Regions from separate parts of the Gossypium hirsutum genome. Here region 2 is linked to region 1. The links are chromatin contacts, called in public Hi-C maps. All regions are on one chromosome and are shown on one strand. Each heading gives the region's core, a stretch centred on a gene start, on an enhancer-like site or on the middle of the called end of the contact. The rest is flanking DNA. Distances are from core to core; before and after follow the strand shown.

The links. Hi-C and Micro-C count contacts between places; a contact is called where the count stands out from the background.
Region 2: a contact with region 1 is called in a Hi-C map of leaf, with 3 times the contacts expected there. The contact joins the enhancer-like site here to the promoter of LOC107948533 in region 1. A contact is called at or near these places in 13 of 34 Hi-C or Micro-C datasets (callus, leaf, petal and 1 more).

Annotation. Positions count from the first base shown.
Region 1 is chrA04:61,648,324-61,655,431 of Gossypium_hirsutum_v2.1, reverse strand. LOC107948533 (protein ROOT PRIMORDIUM DEFECTIVE 1) reads right to left here and starts at 2,756. Exons shown (of 4, transcript XR_005925652.1): 1 at 2,589-2,756; 2 at 243-2,263. LOC107948532 (a long non-coding RNA gene) reads left to right here and starts at 5,656. Exons shown (of 4, transcript XR_005925650.1): 1 at 5,656-6,302; 2 at 6,988-7,108.
Region 2 is chrA04:62,254,144-62,261,251 of Gossypium_hirsutum_v2.1, reverse strand. It overlaps the pseudogene LOC107948127. Among protein-coding and RNA genes, the nearest start is that of LOC121228758, 38 kb to the left of the region's middle. Within about 2 kb of position 4,416, at least 3 of the 9 cell types and tissues checked have an H3K27ac peak or open chromatin away from gene starts, as enhancers often do. A contact at or near this core is called in leaf, where this site is marked.

The sequences.
Region 1 (7,108 bases), core at 1,507-4,006:
GTTATAAGTTGTTCTAGGCATTGCATTGAAAAAGAACAGAGATGATATTAGGTGATTAAAGTCAAAAAAATATAGGACACGCTCAAAGTTACTAGACAAAGCCCAAAGTTCACAAACATGTTAGAGCCGAAGTGCATGAGGAAGAATAAGAAAACAGGGATTTAAAAATGAAGAACTAAATACTTTCATCCCTACCCTCATCTTGTAAACAAGGTTTCTGAGTCTGACAATTTTCCACTGACCTTGATTCATTGTTGATTAACATGGCATGGCGTCCCAGCACAACTAGATCTAGAAGTTTTCTCCTTGCATTATAGACTGGATTTGGGTCAATCAAACACCCCCTTTCATATCCTTCTCTAAGAAAAACAGTGTGTCTTTTTCCCTTGGTTGACAAATAAAACATCCCCGGGTGGTCCAGGAACAAATCCCTTATGTTCAAATCAATGGCCAATGATTTCCTAAAATGGCTAATCTTCTCCACCTCCACCATCCGCTCCACTGTCAAGCTCAAGAACTCATGTACTATCGCCACTGCCCGTTTTTCTAATCCCATTATTCCTGCCTTAGACCTCTTCTTTTCTCCCATCTCCTCATAAGGCCCCACATATGGCAACCTTTGCCATTCCTTAACCTTTGCCTTGAAATCCCTGACCAACCTCATCCCTGGTGGATAGCTATGTTTAAAACTATACCGAATTTCGGTTCTATCAACGGCGCTGTTTTCCCTACAGCACTCCATAACTCGCCAATTCTCAACACAAGCTACAAACCTCTTATCACGCATTTCATCAGTCAGCATCAAAATATGAGTATTAGGTTCATGAGCATCAACAAGCTTGAATATGTGAGAATTTCCAGATATGATTGAGTCCTCAAAATCATCAGGCAACCCAAGTTCCCTCCAAACTTTGAAAACAGCGCGGAGTGGCAACGATTTAGTTGTCGACATTGACAAAAGCCTAACTAAACGGTCAACAACAACATCCAAAGAAGCATTGATAGCTTCTGCCTCTTGTCGGGAAACACGCATAGCAGCATCAGTCAATCTACAGAAAGTCTGGAACTTATTGGGATCATAGAAAATGTGGAAAATATGAGGGTATTTACGGAGAAAAGAAGCAGCACCACGGTTTAAATGTAGCTTTTGAGAAAGCCTAGAAAGGAAATCAAGGGAGACGGAAGGAGGGTTATTGGTGGGATTTGCAAGGATAAGATCTTGTATTGCAATGACTTTGAGAAGGTTTTTGTATTTGTCCATCAGTTTCTCAAACGTAGGGTCCCTAAATCTTGATGCTACATACTGGACAGAAGATGTTTTGAATCGACTACCAATGACCCGACACTGATTTTGGTGTTTTAATATGGTTTTGAGGGTAGGAATCGGCATTTTGAAGTAGCTTTTTATAGTCTTCTAGTTGAGAACTTATGACAAACACATAACAGGCAAGAATAGCGAAAGCTGAAATCAAAGGAAATTGATTTCAGAGACTGGCACTCATTGCCAATACTAGCAAAAAATCAAGTAATTCGTGAGAAACAAACAAAGAGATGATTTTCATACTTAATTGAGATTGAGATGTAAAGATTGGTTGGAGAGTATGTAGCGATACAAATATAGTGCTAGTGTCCGACGTCAGGAACTGGGATCTCTCACTGCAGGGAAATGGCGCTTTTTGGAGTGAAAACCTGGGTCCATAAATTGCTCCATCCCTGCCCTTCCACCGAATGAACAATCAAACTTACCTTGTACACTTGCTCCATCCAACCAACCTCTTTTTATTTCTCTATTTCTATTCCTCTTCATTCCTTAATCAAGCTTCTTTCTCAGAACACCAAATCTTTCTCTCATTTTTTTTTCTCACTGTTGCAATAATTGACACTAGCCTTGCTGTCTCCTCTCTTCAATCTATTCTCGATTTACAAACATATTCGTCAATAATTTTAAAATGTTTATTAATAATAAACAAATATTTTTTATTTTAAAAAATTATAATAAAAATTAATACACAAACAATAGTGTAAAAGCCCATTTTTACCCGGGCCCACTAAATAAAAATAAACCAAATAAAAATTAAACGGTCCAATTACAAGTCCATTTACAAGGCCCAAATACTTTATGTCCCAAAAACTAACCTAGACCCTAACCCATAACTTAAACAAATTTCCAGAAACCCTAGGGTCTTCCCCCTTTTGCGCCACTCTGCCCTCCACGTGTATGTCGGCCCCTGTCTCATCGCCCGTACCACCAACTCTTCTGACACTTGCAAAACCAAAGCAACAAGTAAAACAAAAAGACAACAGAGGCAACAACGCAGAAGGACAACGAAAGAGGAGCAAAAATAAAATAATAGAGATTATTTGGTTATAAGAGGGGAAAACCGATTGTATTGTAAGAGGGAGGATTTTTTAAAAGAAAAAAAAACAATTTGTATGAAACACAAAAAATATAGAAATAAAGAGGAAGCAAATTTGCAAAAGGTGATTTTTTTTTTAAATCTAGCTTTTCTTCGATTTAGATTTGTTTCTTCTTTTCCCATTATCTTTATTTACGGTACAAGAAAAATAAAAAGAAAAAGGGTACTTACCTCAATGTTTAGCCTTGGTCGATCGGGTTCTTCGTCTGAAATGGGAGCCTTTCGCGCGTTACCGACCACCGGATATAGTGGTGGTCCGACGACGGCGTGTTTTGTTTGAGTCAAAACCCTAGAAGAGCAAAAAGGAGTATTCTGCTATTGAGAAGAAAAAATCAAGGGCCAAATGCAATTTTGTAAAAAAATTTCAGATTTATACTGTACATAAAACGGCACCGTTTTTGTGCCTTGGTTCTGGAGGCTAAACGGCGCCGTTTAGGCGCCAGACTCGCGACCCGACCCACTCCATGCCAAGACCCGCGTGTTTCCGCTTTAATGGGATATTTATGATTCGGTCCCTCCGCTTTTGTGGTCTGTCGCAATTCGGCCTTGTTCCTTTTTTCTTTTCTTTTGATTTTTGCCCTGTAATTTTTGCAGTATTCAGATTCAGTCCCTATTGAAGTTATGCGTTTTGGGGGACGGGGATATTGCCCCATTTGGCCCCCCATCTCATTCATGTTTCATAATTTGGGCCTGATATTTTATTTTATTCCGTTTTTTTCTTTTAATTTTGTTTTGATTTCGATTAAATCCTAATTTATTTAACTTCGCTATTTATTCATTATTTTACATACTTAAATTTAATAATAGTGATATTTATTTATTTATTTGCTCATTCTTCGTTTACTTTTAAAATATTTAGATTCAATGTTATTTATATTTGATTTATCAATTTATTATTCTTCTACTTTAAACTATTTAAATTTAATATTATTTTAACTATTGTTGATTATCTTTACTTTTAAATTCGATATTATATGTATATCTATTTATCCTTCAAATTTTATATTATTTCAAGTTGTTCAAGTTATTCATTTGTACAGTTCCAATCTTTAATCAATTTTTATTAATGATTTTTTTATCTACTTACGTTCTCATCATTTCTTTTTATTTTGTTTCTTAGTATTTCAAATTGGATTGTTCCTTTTTATGTATTCTCTTTTTATATTTTTATATACATACTTTTTATTATTCCGTTTTACCTATCTTTCATTCATTTAGTTGTTTTTATTATTTTTTTTATATTATTATATATAGTTTATATTAAAATTGTTTTTTATTATATATATATATTGTTTTCATGTTGTCTTATATATATATATTTTCTTTTAAATCAATTTATATATATATATATTTCCTTTCAAATCTATTATGTATATAGTTTACTTCTTAAAAAATTTTTACTCTATATTTTTGTTATTTAAAACTCTTTCATATATTATTATCCCTTTTATATTTTATTTTTATTAAGTTTTTTTTGTATATATATTATCAACTTTAAATAGACGTATTTTATTTTTAAAATATTTTGTACATTATTTGATCCAAACTCCCTCTTTCATAACATCTATTTTAATAATCATTCATGTATTATTAGTTTTTACTTTATATATGTATATTATTTCAAGTTCAAGCATGTGTTATTCATTTTTAATTTCTCATATAGTTTTTAAATTGTTTTATATCATATTGGTTCCTAGTTCCATATTGTTTTGTATGTTATATGTTTTTTGTTTTCATATTATTTCATATATTATTGTTTTGTAGCGTACATTAGTCTTTTGTGTTGCTATCTTAATTTTATTTATCTATGTTTGACAACTTGTTATAGTTCTATTCTGATTAGCTATGTTTTTTAGTTTTTATTATCTTGATTATTATTGTTTGGATGTGAGCTCATTACTATTGTGCGTACGTTAATCTGTTTTTTTTTTCTCATTCATTAATAGAGTTCGCTATCCATGTATATTTTTCCATGTTTATTCGCCTTTCATTCACAATTGTCGCATTGTAGTTTTCAACTTATTAATCCAATTAACGATTTTACTTTATTTCAAGTCAAATTAATGTATTTTGAGTCGACTTTATAAAACGAAAGTAATGTTTGATGTTTAGAAATTCGAGAGATTGTACCTCAATGTGTTGGTTTTCGGTCTTTCGTTTGTCTAAATTGTCAAATTTCCCTTTAAAATTTCATGCGCGTTTTCTAAGCCTTAAAACGAAGGCGATGTTTGATGTTTAGAAATTCGAGGGATCGTGTCCTAATGTGTTGGGTTTTGATCTTTTATTTGTCTAGATAATCATATTTCCCTTTTAAATTTCGTCCGCCTTTTGTAAGCTTTAAAGCAAAAAACAATGGTTGATATTTGGGAACTCAAGGAATCGTGCCCAACCGTGCTGGGTTTCGATTTTCTGTTTGTCCAAATAATCAAATATTCCTTGAAATTTCATCCGTACTTTGAAAATTCCTTAAAGCGAAGGTAGGGTTCGATGTTTGGAAATTCGGGGAATCGTGCCCTATCGTGTTGGGTTGCAATTTCCCGTTTGTTCAAAATAATCGAATATTCATTTAGAATTTCACTCATGTTTTCTAAATTCTAAAATAAGGCAATGTTAAAAAATTCGAGGAATCGTGCCTTACTATGCTAGGTTTCGATTTTTCATTGGACTAAACAATTGGGCATCTTTCTGTAATTTTCAACATATAAACTTTTGGGAGTCAAAATTTATCATGTTTTCGAGGGTATAAAGGATTGTGTTCTATCGTGCTGGATGTGATGCTGTATTCCTCTGAAACAAGAGAATTTTGACGACCAAATTGAGCCATTCAAATGCTTCAAAGGGAACTATATTTCAAAAATAGCTTTAAAATTTGGACATAAGGACAGTGTTTAATCAATTTGGTACCAATTTTGGACGTAGTGAGGGTGCTAATCCTTCCTCATACGTAACCGATTCCCGAACTCATTTTCTCGAATTTTGTAGGCCAAAATTGATTTAAATAGAATAAAATATTTTATTAAGGTGACCCAATCACACCAAAACAAAAATTGGTGGCAACTCCACATTTTGTCTTAAAAAGTCGATTCCCGTTTTTTCAAAAAAATGGTTTTGACAAATAGTAATATTATAAATTATATAGCAATCAAGCAATAAACAAATTTTAAATAATAAATTGAATAAAAAGCTTGTTCATAAACAACCAAATATGACTTGATTCATTTAACTAACTAATCTTAATTTTTTTTTCAATAAACAAACTCAAACGCTAAGGCTCAGTTTGTTTGCTTGTATTTGGTTTTCTTGAAAATATTTTCATCATTTTCCACCATTTGTTTGGTGGAAAATAAACTCCTATTGTAAAATTTTTTCCAAAACATGGGAAAATAAGCCTTCTTTTGGGGAAAATGTCTTACACTTTTTTTTTCTGTAAGACATTTTCCAAAATACGGGAAAATTTTTCTCTCCTTTCCTCTTCCCCTTCCCCTTCCCTTTCCCCTTCCCGTTGGGTTGCAAAAGAGAAAAATTTACTGATAGAAACTAAAGGAAGAGTCTGGAAAAGGCAATGTTAAACATATGTAGCAAGAAAGATTCTCTTTCTTTTAACCTTTTATTGAATTTTTTTTTGTTGATTCACAAACTGAAAATTGCAGACAAAAACCATAGCCAATAGACAGCGAAAGATGGAGGAGAGGAGTAGTGTCTCATGGAATGCTGCTGTTGTTGGCTCTTCACGCCGTCAACGAATATTACCGGCTGCCGTGGAAGCCATCGGTCACCACCAATCTTCTCGGCGCCAACACTCTGATTTATCTCAGGCCTTCGTTCCTAGATTTTTTCCTCTCTTTTGTTGATGAGGTTTGGTTCAATCCTCATATTTTTCTCAAGGTAGGCTTACTATTTTTGTTTTTCGTTTCTGTTCTTAATTATTGTTTATTTCATCCTGTCAATTAGGCATTACAGTGCATGATTTCTTAACACTTAAGGAAAAATCAATAACCTAGTAAGAAAGATTATGAATTTGGAGAAACATATAAAGATTTAGGAAATCGTTGAGAGAAACCGTGGATTGATCAACCAGTAATATGAAAATTCTGAAAATTATAGGAAATTATTTACCTAATTTATGAATTATGATCAATTCTCAAGTATATCGATGCTCAGTAAATTAGTTTTCTTCCTTGCAAAATTGTGTGCTGCAACATTGATATAGTAGCAACTAGATCGAATTATTTGAAAAGAAAAAAAAAATTAAGGCATTAATGCAAATCAAATGATTTTGACAATAAAATCCATCATCTTTGTAGACATTGAGAGAGTTCACTAAAGGTCAATCTTGAAAATAGTAAGAAAAGAAAAAAAAACCATAATGGAAGAAACCCTTTGAAAGCATAGCCATTGAGAGGGTTCTTTGAATGTCAGTGAGTCTTGTTACTTTTAAAATGGTTTCAGATTTATAATTAATCCCTTAGCATAGAATGGTTTGAATCTACTTCATAAGTATCCTTTCTTTTTTCTTGTGTTTTACCAATTGTTCGAAGCTGATGCCTCTTTTTAGCTTTGAAATCTATAGTTTTGTGAATTCAGGTATCTTAGGCACTTGAATATTCCAAAGTTTTCCTTGTTCATCTGCTGATTTTGGATTCTCATCGTTAAATTCAAAAAAAAAAAAAAAGAAAAAAAAGAGAGAAAGG
Region 2 (7,108 bases), core at 3,167-5,666, 600 kb before region 1:
ACTTTGTAATACTTGCATAATTGAGCTACTCACGGGCCTTTATACCAAGTTAGTACCCGGACCCTATAGCTCTATCATGTAATGCCCGCTCATTGAGTTACTCATGGGTATGCACACAGTCAGTACCCGAACCTACATTACATATTTCACTTATCTCATGAACTCAGACTCAACTCATGAGTTCAGACCACTCAATTTCTCATGACTTACCTTTTTATAACCTACACTATTTTCGAGGTTCAACGGAATCTCGTATCTAACCTGATGTTGTCGCACTTGTTCATAACGTAGGTTACTCTTACCTTGCATTATTTATACTTTTATGACATTGAGTAAAATTATTATACATGGTAAAAAAATAAAACATTTAAAAGTAAGCTACAAGGACACGTTATTTACATATGTACTTACCTCGGTACAAAATGATAGGAACGAGCTTAATCCTCGTAAACTTTGTTCTTACCCCGATCAAGACCCGAATCAAGCTTCTCTTGATCTATATTGATAAAATTCATTCATTTCATCAGTATATCAATCTAGATACTCAAAAATTTATAATTGGGCAAAATGACCACTTTGCCCCTAGGTTTTCACAAAATGACCATTTTACCCCTAGGCTCAAAATTCGATTTTTATCACATTTTCTCACTAATCAAGCCTAGAAAAAAATACTTTTTATACTAGAAGCAGTCCACAATTTTCATTATTTCATACATTTATCACCTATTTTACAACTTATGCAAAATGGTCCTTAGTTATGGTTTTCATGAAAACTTCTTCATAAAAGTTGTTTATTACCTATACAAGACTCATTTTTCTTCCATAAAAATTCAACAAACAACCTAAATACTCTCATGGAAAAACCCTAGACTTTCAACCATTTTACAAAATAGTTCCTCCATTAGAAAGCTCATGCTACAAGGGTCTCAAAAGTATAAAAATATTTAAGAAAAGTCATCAAGATCACTTACTTGCAAAGGTTTAAAGTTGCTAAAATTTTAAATCTTAAAAACCCCTCTAATGGATAAAAATTTCGGTGGTAGGAGAAGAGAATGAAAAGATGAAGTCATTTTGTTTTATTCTATTCAATTAAGTCACCAAACCACCTAGACTTTTGACTTTTTGACCAACTTGGCCCCTATGGCCGGCCATTCTTCTAAAATTGGACTAATTGTCCTTTAAAGACCTCCACATTATGATTCATGGAAAATTAACACCCTTAGCTATCAAAATGGGACTTTTTTACTTTATGCAATTTAGTCCTTTTTCGCAATTAAGCATGCAATTGCTAAAATAAATTCATCAAAATTTTCATGCACTCATATAATCATGTTATAACACATAAAATAATATCAAAAATATTTTCTCCTACCTCGGGTGAGTGGTTTCGAAACCACTGTTCTGACTAGGCCCAAAATCGGGCTGTTATAGGTTTTATGCATAATGTTTTCATAGATGAGAAAGTAACATGCTAGTGATTGTGTCTTGGTTGATGCTTGGGTTTGGTTTGATAGATAGTATGATTAGATTATGCCTTGGCAAGGAATTGGTAAGTTTCAAGCTTATACTTATGGTTTGCTTGAAAAGATGTGGCAGTACTAGTATTTAGGTTATAAAGCTTATATAAATCAAATGCAAATTGGTTGAATGGTTGTGTGCTTAGATGTTAGGCTAGTTTTGAATTGTTGATGAAGGTGCCATATAGGGCATATTTATTAGGCACTAGGTTAATTGATTTAAATGATGTTTTTAGCATGAATTTGGTGGTGTTTTTTTTTTTGAATTGGTTGAAGTATGATATAATTGGTTGCTTATATCATAAGTGAAGTAGGAATTTTAAGCTTGCTATGTAAGGCATTTCCATGTACACACGACCTAGTACACGGCCGTGTGGCTTGTGAGTTTTGGTTGTTTTTTGTTGCACACAACCACAAAAAGTTACACGGTTTGGACACACGGCCGTGTGACCTATCCACAAGGCCGTGTGACCCATCCACAAGGCTGTGTGACCCATGCACATGACCATGTGGCCTATCTTACACGGGTTTGACTCTTGTACACAATTTTAGTGACACGGCCATATGGTTTTTCACACATGGGCTAAGTTTTCGTGCATCGCAACACGGCTGTGTGGCCCCTATATGCAGATTTTTCCTTCCTTTTTAAATTTGTTTCAATTTAATCCCTATTAATTGCCTACTAGTTTTAACCTTTTGTAAGCTCGATAAATGGTTGATGCTCGATAATTAATTAATATTTTAAATTATAATTTTCTTGTAAGTGTTTTTTATTTGTTCGTAGCACCTCATTACTCAGGTTCGATGACTGGACTAGGTAAGGGGTGTTACAAATGTCTTGGTCCCAGGATTGGTGAAGGTATCGCTATTCCAAAGCCCTGACATCGTGATACCCTTGCTTGGTGAAGTTTTTGCGTGATTTTGGACCTTCGACCCTAAACCTACAACACTCAAATGAAGTTTAGGGCACCAAATGACACAATTGAGTCTCAAAATAAGTAAAAAAGAGATAATTTCACTTATTAAATAAAAAAACCTAAAAACTAACAAAAACTACGTAAATGACACTATTGTACTTGAAAAAAGTATATGAGGAAAGCCTAATTTGCCATATTAAATTACAACAGATCAATGAGAATAGCGGAGAAAATCGTTTGGTTGAAAGCCAAAAAACATCAAGGATTCGCTTATCTAGAAACATATGTACGATTTCGGTCTAAGGTATTGCTATAAATATCACAAACCAAATCGATTTTCAAAATTTTAAATTTCTACTGTGCAAAAAAACCGTTCTCAAACCGGATTTTTCCAACAAGATTAACTTTATTAATTTATTTATTGTTCAAAATATGATCACCAACTTAAAATGGTTCATAAAATGGTAGGCACCAACTTAAAAATATGAATAAATTGAATTTTTAATTATTTATACCATTTTTACTAACTTAGAATATTTAACTAAGTTCGTGTCATGAATTATTAAATACCAATTCAAATGGAAAAAATAAAAATTAAAAAATTAAAAGAATAAATTTTATTGTAAGAATATTTATATATTTAATATTTTTATAATTTATTTTTAAATTAAATAGCTTAAATTATAATTTAGTTTCACTTTGGATAAATTACGCTTTTACTCATTGTTTTTTTTTTAAATTATATTAGATAATTTACTTTAAATATAACTTAATTATTATTCATATATTACCATTTATAAGTCTTTTTTTAAAATTAATCTTATTTTTATTATTTTTATAATAAAAATCTTTTTGTTACTATCAATTATTTTTTCATAAATTAATTTATTTATTAGTATAAAATTTTATAATAAAACATTCCAAATTTTTTTTATTTATTTTAACAATTGACATCTTTATTTATTATAATTATTTGAATTTAATATTTTCAATCTTCGTAATAAAACATATATTTTATATACTAATCATCTGTATTATTAATTTTTTTAAGATTAAAATTTTATTTCTTTTTAAAAATAATTATATTAATAAATACAGTTAATTTATGCGTCACTAAAGGTGTGCATAGGCCGGGCCCAGACAAAATTTTAGGCCCATTTTTTAGGTCTGGGCTTGGCCTGACTCGAAATATGAGCCTAAAAATTTGTCCAAGCCCGACTTGAAATAAAATTGTTAAGTCTGAGCCTGGCCCGGTCCGGCCCGACCCATATTAATTTTTTTACCTTATTTCATTATATAAAAAAATTAAAATATAATAAATCAAATACATTTAAAAATATAAAAACAAATATTAAAATAATAAACAAATAAAAAGTGAGACTAAAATAATTTTAAAAACAATACATAAATTGAAAATATAATAAAAAGTGGTTATATTAAAATTGAAAATAAAATGTAAATAATATTAAAAATAATATATATATTTAGTATATAATTCGGGCCAGGTCGGGCCGGGCAAAAAAAGTTTTACCCAAAGCCCGGTCCTATTTCTAAACGGGTCTCATTTTTTTGCTCAAACCATATTTCGGGCTTATATTTTTATCCGAACCCTCCTATTTTTCGAGCGGCCCTTCGAACTTGGCCGGATAACTTGACCCATGCATACCTCTATGAGTCACACAAATATGCAAACTTATTATATATATTCAAACGGATCACATGATCTAAAATAAAATTAATAGAATTGTGTTGGTTAATTTTAATTTTTTTGTTAAAATAAAAACAAATTCCAACAGCAAATTACTTCAAAGCTGACCTAATAAAAAAAAGTTTAAAGCTTACCTAAAATAAGATGAAGCTAACTCCATATTTGTTTCCACGTAGCCCGTCTCTGGTTTGATGTTTCATTTAGAGGTCACCCGCAGTGAAGCGAAACCTCGTCCCATAAAGTGACAGCCTTTCGTCACCGAGACTACGTGGCGTTAATTTACAGGCTCCGTTTCTTCAACTCTAAAATTGCGCCAAAACGGAAGAGAGTACCCCACTCCAATTTTCTTCTTTCGGCCTATAAAAGGTACAAAATCCCTCCAAAGGGCAAAGCCGCCTCAACGCCTCACAAGCACATCACGGTTTTATTACATAAAAGAAAAAGGAAGAAGAAAAAGGAACTGATGGAGGGTCTCCGCCTCGCGCCACCTCAACCGACGCTACTCCACCGCACAGAGACCGTGCTACGTACATCATTCATTGGGCCACACTTTACAAAGAAATGTATCGCCCATCGGATCAGAGTCTCTGTGTCAAAACCGACGACTGAGGTCTCTTCCCCGACCCTTACTTCTAGCGAAGACACTGTCGCTTCGTCTCCGTCGCAAGGTTTCGTGGTGGCGCCTTCCGAGCGGCCGAGGGTGTCTGCCAATTCCCTGCAATATCCCTCAGGGTACTTAGGTGCGATTCCAGAACGTTCAGTGGACGAAGGAAACGGCGACGTGAAGAATGCGATGGAATGCTTAACGAATATATTGTCGTCCAAAGTTTATGATGTGGCGATAGAGTCGCCGTTACAATTGGCGACTAAGTTGTCTGAACGATTGGGTAATCAAGTTTGGCTCAAGAGAGAAGATTTGCAGCCGGTAAGAAAACTTTCCGTTTTTAAAAAATGGAACCTTTTTGTGCATTATTTAATGATTCCAACGTTCCTTTTTCTTTTAAATTTTGCACTCTTTTTGAAGTTGTAGTTTTTTGTTCTGCATTACATTTATTGAAATGTGATAGACTTCCTTGTCTTTATGGCTTTTGGTTTTTCATTTATAATGATATTTGTTTCTATGATTAATGGTGGTGGTGTCGGGAGATTGGGACATCTTATATTCTATGATTTTGCTTTTACTTATTTAAACCTTAGCGGAGTCTTTATTTCATCTTGGATTAGCGCTTTCTGTTTTTTAATTTATGTGCCCTCAGATACTTAGTGTTATGAGTAAGCATTCACATTTTGTTAGTTGAATTTTAGTTCTATCGTGGAGTGGAGTATGTTAATAACTTGCCAAAATGGAAACACTTTACTTTCTAGTTCATCGTATTTGAAATAGAGATCTGAGTACCTGACTTGTTTTTTTGCAGTTCCTTATTTTCCATATTATGATAAAGTGCTTACTTGTTTGATGTTCGATATTTTCAGGTATTCTCTTTTAAGCTTCGTGGAGCTTATAATATGATGGCTAAGCTTACGAAGGAGCAGTTAGAAAAAGGGGTTATTTGCTCATCAGCAGGCAATCATGCCCAAGGGGTTGCATTGGCTGCCAAGAAGCTTGGTTGCAATGCTGTTATCGCTATGCCTGTCACAACTCCTGAAATTAAGGTATTTCTTTGTGAAATTTCTCGTATCAATTGTGCCGTCTGTAGGATTTTTTAATTTGAATGGTGGGTTTCTTTTTTTGCAGTGGCAATCTGTTGAGAGGTTGGCTGCAACTGTTGTTCTCGTTGGAGATTCTTATGATGAGGCACAAGCATATGCTAAAAAGCGGGCTAAAGAGGGAAGTCGTACCTTTATACCCCCTTTTGATCATCCAGACGTTATCATGGGACAAGGTACTGTTGGAATGGAGATTGTGCGCCAAATGCAAGGCCCATTGCATGCAATCTTTGTTCCTGTTGGTGGTGGTGGGCTCATAGCTGGCATTGCTGCTTATGTAAAGAGGGTTTCCCCAGAGGTATTTGGTTTCTTATTTTAAACATTACTATTGCATAATGTTGCGTGGGAGCTTGGAGTTCTTTCATTCTTTGTAGATGATAAGCGCTTGCCACTTCATATATTCAGTTTCCTTCCTTTTTTATTACTCTCGAGCCTTGAATCATCATATATATTTCAAGACTTGAAATTTCATTTGGTTTTTGTTAAAGGTGGGAATTTATTTTGTTGCTAATTGCTAGATAACTTGATCTGACCTTGGCAATTATGTTGACATATCATAATAGGCGTCCCTGGTCAGATGCTTAAGATCTTCATGGAAGCTGACTTAGGAAAGTTTTCAATTGACTGTTACGTATTGATGACAATTTCACCTTACAGACATAGATGAATTAGAATAGTTTAAGACTTAGAAGCATGCCTCATTTTCCAGTCTTTAGAAATTAATAGGTGAGCAAGCTTTTCTAACGCTACTTTATACTTTTTGCATTGCCTAATTTTAATTTGATACATAGCGCCTTTGATTAATTAATTATATTCAGAACTTTGTCTTGTTCAAACTCAGATAACTATAGGACTACCAATATGATTATATGCATTTGTAGAAAAAACTAGAGTGGACTTAAATTCTTGATATGTTGAACTCATGATCATGGTACATTGAGAATCTCTTAATACACTAGATGAAACTCCAAGGTTTTCTTATCTATTTTCAGCTCTAACGTGTTTTTTTCTTTTCATTTATGATCTTACAAGAGGCCTGCATCCAGCACACCTGTTACATCCTTGATTGAAACTTATGTTCTACTGTTGGAAATTCACTTTTAGGGTTATTCCCCCCCCCCTTTTAGAAGTGAAAATTTGTTATCTTGTAGATTGCTTCAATTAGTGTGTTTTTCATGAAATGATTTAGAAACGAAATGTTTTAGGCAATTTGCGGTTTTGTTTTCTCTCTCTCTCTCTCTATTTATTTTTGTTTGAAA